Regions from separate parts of the Macaca mulatta genome. Here region 1 is linked to region 2. A link is a contact called in public Hi-C data. All regions are on one chromosome and are shown on one strand. Each heading gives the region's core, a stretch centred on a gene start, on an enhancer-like site or on the middle of the called end of the contact. The rest is flanking DNA. Distances are from core to core; before and after follow the strand shown.

What was found. A called contact is a pair of places that touch in the nucleus more often than the background predicts.
Region 1: a contact with region 2 is called in a Hi-C map of liver, with 2.6 times the contacts expected there. The contact joins the promoter of ZNF573 here to the promoter of ZFP30 in region 2. A contact is called at or near these places in 2 of 14 Hi-C or Micro-C datasets (fetal cortex germinal zone and liver).

The regions. Positions count from the first base shown.
Region 1 is chr19:48,864,603-48,868,269 of T2T-MMU8v2.0, forward strand. ZNF573 (zinc finger protein 573) reads right to left here and starts at 1,343. Exons shown (of 7, transcript XM_077982496.1): 1 at 1,295-1,343. LOC144337445 (a long non-coding RNA gene) reads left to right here and starts at 1,433. Exons shown (of 2, transcript XR_013410608.1): 1 at 1,433-1,774.
Region 2 is chr19:48,745,029-48,748,622 of T2T-MMU8v2.0, forward strand. ZFP30 (ZFP30 zinc finger protein) reads right to left here and starts at 1,910. Exons shown (of 7, transcript XR_013410589.1): 1 at 1,864-1,910; 2 at 1,164-1,235.

The DNA.
Region 1 (3,667 bases), core at 93-2,592, 120 kb after region 2:
TAGCCCAGGCTGGAGTGCAGTGGCAAGATGTCGGCTCACTGCAACCTCCGCCTCCTGGGCTCTCCTTCCTCAGCCTCCCGAGTAGCTGGGATTACAACCGTGCACCATCATGCCAGACTAATTTTTGTATTTTTAGTAGTGATGGGGTTTCGTCATGTTGGCCAGCCTGGTCTCGAATTCCTGACCTCAAGTGATCCGCCCGCCTTGGCCTCCCAAAATGCTGCGATTACAGGCATGAGCCACCACACTCGGCAGAATATAAGAACGTTAATGAGATTCAGCTCAATGGCTCCCAAAATCTACTGGGAAAAAAGCAGATTGGTATTAGGACATTCAGACACATTTCAGACAAAGGGAAGCATGCCCTAAAACCAGTAATCTTAGGAAAGAAAAAAGCCAACTAGCCTAAACATTGATTTTTAGACGTGAAAGAATTTTTTTCCTCCTCATCAGAGTCCTTTTGAGTAATAGCAGGACCAAGGAGGGGGAAAAGAATCATGAGTTACCAGGTCCTTCCTTGAAGCACGGAATGCCTCGTAACACAATACCCTCCACACCTTCCCTGTTCACACACTTTAACACATGGAGGTAGGAGGGAGGCTGGAATCTGGGTATGAGTTCACAGCAGGTTCCTGGGGTCAGAGCTCTGGGAAAGACGAGGTTCTGAGACAAGTAGCTCGCTCTCAGAGTTCACAAAGAAATAACCTCCCAGGCGTTTCCAATCTCACAGCAAGTCAATGCCTTCTTGCTGGAAAACTTCATTTAGAGTTCAGTATCCAATTTCCCTCTTGCAGACATTTTTTGTGTGTGTGTCAGCCGCAAGCAGCTGTGAGGAGAGAGGGGAGAAGACGCATCCAGGAACCTACAGCCACGACTCAAAGTGACACCGCAGTGCCACCGCAATCAACGTACATGAAAAGGACAAGCACCTCACATCCCCGTCACGCAAGCACAGCCACTCACTCACCTGTCACAGCCTCACAACCGCACCCACCGTCAAGGAGGCACATCACAGCCTCTCACACGCACAGTTTCTCTCTCACACACTCTCAAACATTCTCCATCTGACATATACAACATTCTCTCACGTGCGCACTCAAATACCCTCCTCTGCTGTTCATGCACCCACGGGCCTGAGATTCCGATAACAACTGGTCATCCAACTACAGGCTTCCACGGTTTAAGCGCTTCCTCCACCACCCCGGCCGGTTTAGGTTGGGCTCCAGTGTAACTTGATTGCCCAGAGCTCTGCCTGCGAGTACCCTGTGCCCATCCTGAAATGAGTTCAACTCACCTTGCAAAAGAACCACGCGAAAACGGAAAGGAAGCCATAGATTGGGTGTTCCCGTTGCCCTCTGGGAAATGTAGTTTAAGCCTAAAGATCCATGACGGCGGTGGCTTGTGGGAAAAGTGTCTCGGAACCCCAAATCCCGGTTAGATTGCAGGCACCGTCGGACGCTGGCTCCCGGAGGGTTTAATCTTCCCTCTACCCGGAGTGCGCAGACACAGAGACTTACTGCGCTGGCGAAGATAGCTGAGGCGAAGCCATGTTCGACTTGTCCTCGGAGTCCTGAGGGTTTCAGTGACCACAGAAGGCTGAGAAGGGGAATCCGAACTCGGAGCTGCCGGAAGCCTCGGGCTGGTTGAGTGTAGAGCCGGTCGGGGAGGGGGTTCAAGGTGTGGCCGCGAGGGCGAGCGTGGGGGATCGGGTATGAGCTCCCGAGGGCGGGGACTCTGCTCTGTGTCCCCTGAGGAGGTCCAGCCTTGTTATAAGGTATGAGAAAAGTAACTTTTAAAGAATGGACAAATATTAATTGTATGTTTTATATACTGATAGAGTACAATATGCTGTTTTGATCTATGTTTACAATGTGAAATGATTAAGTCAAGCTAATTAAATCTGTCACCTCACTTTTTTGTGGTGAAAACATTTAAAATCTACTCTTTGAGCAATTTTGAAACATACAACACATTATTTATGTAGTTGCTATTCTGTGCAATAGATTACTAAAGTTTGTTCCTGCTAACTAACTGAAATTTTGTACTCCTTTAATTAATATCTCCCTTTCCCCCATTTTTCAGTCTCTGGTAAACACTATTCTCTGCCTCTTAAGAGTTAGACTTTTTTAGATTCCACAAATACCACTTATGTGATATTTGTATTTGTCTTTCTGTTCCTGGCTTCTCTCACTTAGCATAATGTCCTCTTGGTTTATCCATGTTGTCACAGATGACAGAATTTTCCTCGTTTTATTTTTATTTTTTATTTATTTTCTAAAAATCTATCTTTTATTTGTTTTTTAAAAACTCCATCTTGAGACGGAGTTTCACTCTTGTCGCCCGGGCTGGAATGCAGTGGCACAGTCTCAGCTCACTGCAACCTCTGCCTGCCCAGTCCAAGCAATTCTTGTGTCTCAGCCTCCCAAGTATCTGGGATTATAGGCATGCGCCCCTACATCGGCTAATTTTTGTATTTTCAGTAGAGACAGGGTTTCACCATGTTGATCTGGCTGGTCTCGAACTCCTGACCTCAGGTGATCCACTCACCTTGGCCTCTCAAAGTGCTGTGTTTACAGGTGTGAGCCACTGTGCCCGGCCAATTTTCCTCTTTTTAAAAAGTGAATAGTATTCCTTTATATATACATATATATGTATATGACATTATATATATAATATGTAACATTCTCTTCATCCATTTATAACATGCTGGACACCTAGGTTGCTTCCATATCCAATGCAGAATAATGCTGCAGTGAATATGGTAGTGCAGTTCTCTCTTCAGCATGCTGATTTCAATTCCTTTAGCTATACACCCACAGGTGGGATTGCTGGAACATAGAGTAATTCTATTTTTAGTTTCTGATGAATCGCCATATTATTTTCCATAATGGCTGTATTAATATACATTGGGAAATGTACTTACTTTTGATGCTGTTGGGAATGGACTGGTTTATTGAATAAATTGTGTTAGGTACATTGACTAATGAGTGGGTAGAAGTGAAGTTATATTTACTTAATTCTTTAAGGCATAGTCAAAACAGACTGAATAATTAAATGTAAAAATGATCTGGAGAAAACGTTTTTGGCTTTTTTTTGAGATGGAGTCTCGCTCTGTTGACCAGGCTGGAGTGCAGTCGTGCGATCTCGGCTCACTGCAACCTCTGTCTCCCGGGTTTGAGTGCTTCTCCTGCCTCAGCCTCCCAAGTAGCTGGGATTACAGGCATGTGCCACCGCACCTGGCTAATTGTATATGTTTTAAAATATTGAGTTAGGAATACATTTTCTAAGCTAAATTGACGTGAAATGCTAAGGAAATAGTGAGATTTAACTTGATAATTATGTGTCTGAATGAATCAGCCAATTAATAAAATTAAAACAGGCCAGGGGCTGTGTTGCATGCCTGTCATCCCAGTACTTTGGGAGGCCAAGACAGGCAGATCGCTTGAGTCCAGGAGTTTGAGACCAGCCTGAGCAACACATCAAAACGCTGTCTCTACAAAATACAAAAATTAGCCAGGCGGGGTAGCATATGCCTGTAGTCCCCACTACTTGGGAGGCTGAGGCAGGAGGATCACCTGAGCCCAGGGAAGTGGAGGCTGCAGTGAGCTGTGATCCTGCCACTGCACTTCCAGCCTGGGCGACAGAGTGAGACCCTGTCCCAAAGAAA
Region 2 (3,594 bases), core at 660-3,159:
TTTTCTCTTATGACTAAATATAAACACAATTCTTATTATTGCATAACATTCCATCACATGGAGTGTGATTTAACTATTTCCATATTGCTAGATATTAATTTTATAAAAGAATATCCCAAAAGTCACTCCCAGTTATGTCATTTCTAGACAGCGATTATCAATGTCGTTGAAGCTTATATAACTCCGATAATACCATGCAATGACAGGCTTCCTCGCTCCCCTGCAAAAATTAACCATTTACAAATACATACAACAATTCTGGATATAGTCTTAAAATATCTTTGTTGCCCTGAAAGCTCATAAACAGAGTCCAAAGACTTATGTTACCAATCCCTGTTCTGGTCCACTGGAGGGTCTGGCTCATTTTCCTGCTTGCAAGCATCCATCATAATTACCTTCACATTTGCATTGCTCTTGGGAATAAACAAAGCTGACAGGGAATGACTGAGCATCATCATTTTAATACCAGTGGCTACGATGAATTAAGGACTCACTATGTGCCAGGCACTCTCCTAAGAGCTTCACAAATATTAATTCATGTCATCTTCAAAACAACACCGTGAGTATACACTATTACAATTATGAGGAAACTGAAGCACAGATTGCTTAAACTCGTTTAGCTTTAAGTGGCAGTCAGGATTCAAATCCACTTAATCTAGGCTCGAAATACTTAATCACTACACTACACTACACCTCTGTCAGTCGATCCAAAGATATACCCAAAATAAACTCATGCTGCCAAACCTCAAATCACATCTGGCTGGTACCAAAAACTTCTACTCAGGAATTTCCTGGAAAAAAAGACATCATCTTTCTATCCCGGAATCATTAAAACATATCTAAACCCTAGAAAACTCCTTAACAAAAACAAAGTATGAACATTAATCTCAAGCAAGGGTATTTCCATATCATCAAAATCCTTAGAAAAACGGCGCTCACAGAGTAACTGAACATACAGTTAAGTAACCACGTAACTAACTATAGAACAGCATGAAGTAGGCACTAAAAAAGGGAAATCTATTAATTAGGTCCCCTGTCGTTAACGAGGTAGGGAAATCCTAAGGCCCAAATCAATGAATAAATAGATCATTCTCAAGCAGGATTTTAAACGGAAGGAAGTCGAATGCATTTCACAGAAACAAAGCAGCAGCACGAACTCACACGGAACCGGCTTTTAGAAGAGCAGCAGCGATTCGTTTCTCCTTCTCAGGCGCCTCCTCTGGAAACCGGCAGGGCTGGGGAAGCAGGCACGGTTCAGGACACCCCAGCCTTTTCTTGATTGGAACCCCCCCTCCACGCTTCCCTGGCCCCAGCGAACCGCCACCTGCATGCACAAATGGAAACGACAGGGCAGAGGATCCGCAATCACCCGCGTCTGGGTTCGAAGTTCCGGGTACGCTGTAGTTCCATACCCAGTTGCCCACGCCCCGGGACCACCCACTGTGTCTTTTCGGAACTGTCCAGGTGTCCTCCCAGACCCCAGACACCCGCCCCAAATCTAGGTCCCAGCGTTTTGCAGGGGACCTTCATCTTGGGGCGTTCACCTGTGACTTCCCTCTTGGACCTTTTCGCTACGGCCGAGCCTAAGCGACTGAAGAGCGGAAGGAGATGCGCGGAGCCTGGGTCTCCAATTGCACCATAGGCCGCACCCACGAACCGGGCCCGGCACAATTACTGCCGTCCGGGCCTCCAGGCCTCAGGGCTGCAGAAGCTCAGTCCCGGGAAAAAACGCACAGCGGCCTGAGGCTCCATAGGAACCTTTTCTCCACCTCCGGTCCTGCCTGCAAAATAACCCACCCCGCGCTCTTTTCCCTCAGAAAAGTAGCGGCCACAGCGGCGCCCGGCTCCCAGCCCCAGCCTCACCGGACTCCGAGGATCGTCCAGCCGTGGAGTCAGCGGCGCCAGAATACGGGAGAGCGCCTGTCTCGGTCGCGAATGCGCAAGCGCGCGGGGGGCGGAGGCAAGTCCCGCGGCTGCTCCGGAGTGGGAGGGGCGCGTGGGGCAGGGTCTCGGCAGGGATAGTGCGGCGGGGGAGGTGCACCCAGAGGGACGGTAGTGTCCCTTGCCTCAGGCCTCTACCTCTAATGGGGGCCCCGTGACTGACCAGTGCCATTAAAGATAATCCGGGCCTGCTCCCCTGTGGACACTGCGGTCCAAAACTTAAAAAACCAATATTTCGGCTTTTTATTTTTCATTTGGTTCTCAGCTCGGCGCCAGGCGGAAGCTGCGAGCCCCGCCCCGCCCCCAGCGACGCCTCACTGGATCCTTTGGAAATCGGCTTCTGCCCGGAGTGCGCAAGCGCGCGGGGCGAACCTGGGGGCTCTTCAGGGAGCAAGGGAGACGGCGTGGGGCCGCACGTGCAGAGGGGTCGGGAGATTTGGAGGTGGGTGGAGGTTGGCTACAGGATCCCGATGGGGATGGAGTGTCCAAACCTAGGCCTGTAGCCGTGACCCTGGCGGTGAGCTGGATGGAGGAAACCCCAGTGTGGCGAGCCTGGACCAAGGCGCGGCGCGTGCTCCCTGTGGTGTTTGCTGAGTGACGGCCGCCGCGCCCCCGCGCACCTGGACCGAGTGCCTGGCCGCAGGCGGGGTAGTGTTTCCGGGCACGGGGGATGATGAGTGCGCGTGTGCCGTTCTCCTGCAGGGGATTGTGATGGTGCCGCAGAGAGAGCTGCGCGGTGGTGCCCGACTCTGACGCCGGCTGTAGGGGTCTCTGGGATCTGTGCGGTTTGTGTCTGCGTTTGTGACGTACCTGAGATCGGATCTGTGACTGTGGCTCTGCCTCGTCCCGTGTTATTTCCAGAATGCTTTTGCTAGGGCAGCGCTTCTGGTTCTGGTTTTCCATGGAGACGGTTTGTGGGTCTCTACGAAACTGAGTGTTGGGATTTTGATTATCTGCATCTGGCCCTTGTGTACCCTCAGGACTGTGGTGTTAGGCAAGTAAAACAATTGCAGGAAAAAAAAATTGGAAAGGAATAAGGTTGCTGTTACTTCCAAATGATGGACTTGTAGGACTGTGTCAGAAAATTGAAATGAATAGGACACCATGAAACAGGAGGGAGAGGCATTTTATTTTCTTCCATACCTGGACTTGGAATATTCTAACAAATGAGATTTGTTTTTTCTCCTTTGTTCCTAGATGAACTCTTGGATAAATTCAATGTCTCCAAGCATTCTGGTCTCAAACTCCTGACCTCAGGTGATCCTGAGACCATCCTGGCCAACATGGTGAAACCGTGTCTCTGCTAGAAATAAAAGTAGCTGGGCGTGGTAGCCGTGTGTCTGTAATCTCAGCTACTGGGGAGGCTGAGGCAGGAGAATAGCTTCAACCAGAGAGTCAGAGGTTGCAGTGAGCCGAGATCACACCGCTGCACTTAAGCCTGGCGACAGAGCGAGACTCCATCAAAAAAAAAAAAAAGCAAAAATTAGCTGGGCATGGTGGCACATGCCTGTAATCCCAGCTACCCAGGAGGCTGAGACAGGAGAATCGCTTGAACCCAGGAGGTGGAGGTTACACTGAGCCGAGATCGCAACACTGTACTCCAACCTGGGCGACAGAGCAAGACTCCATCTCAAAAAAAAAAAAAAAAAAAAA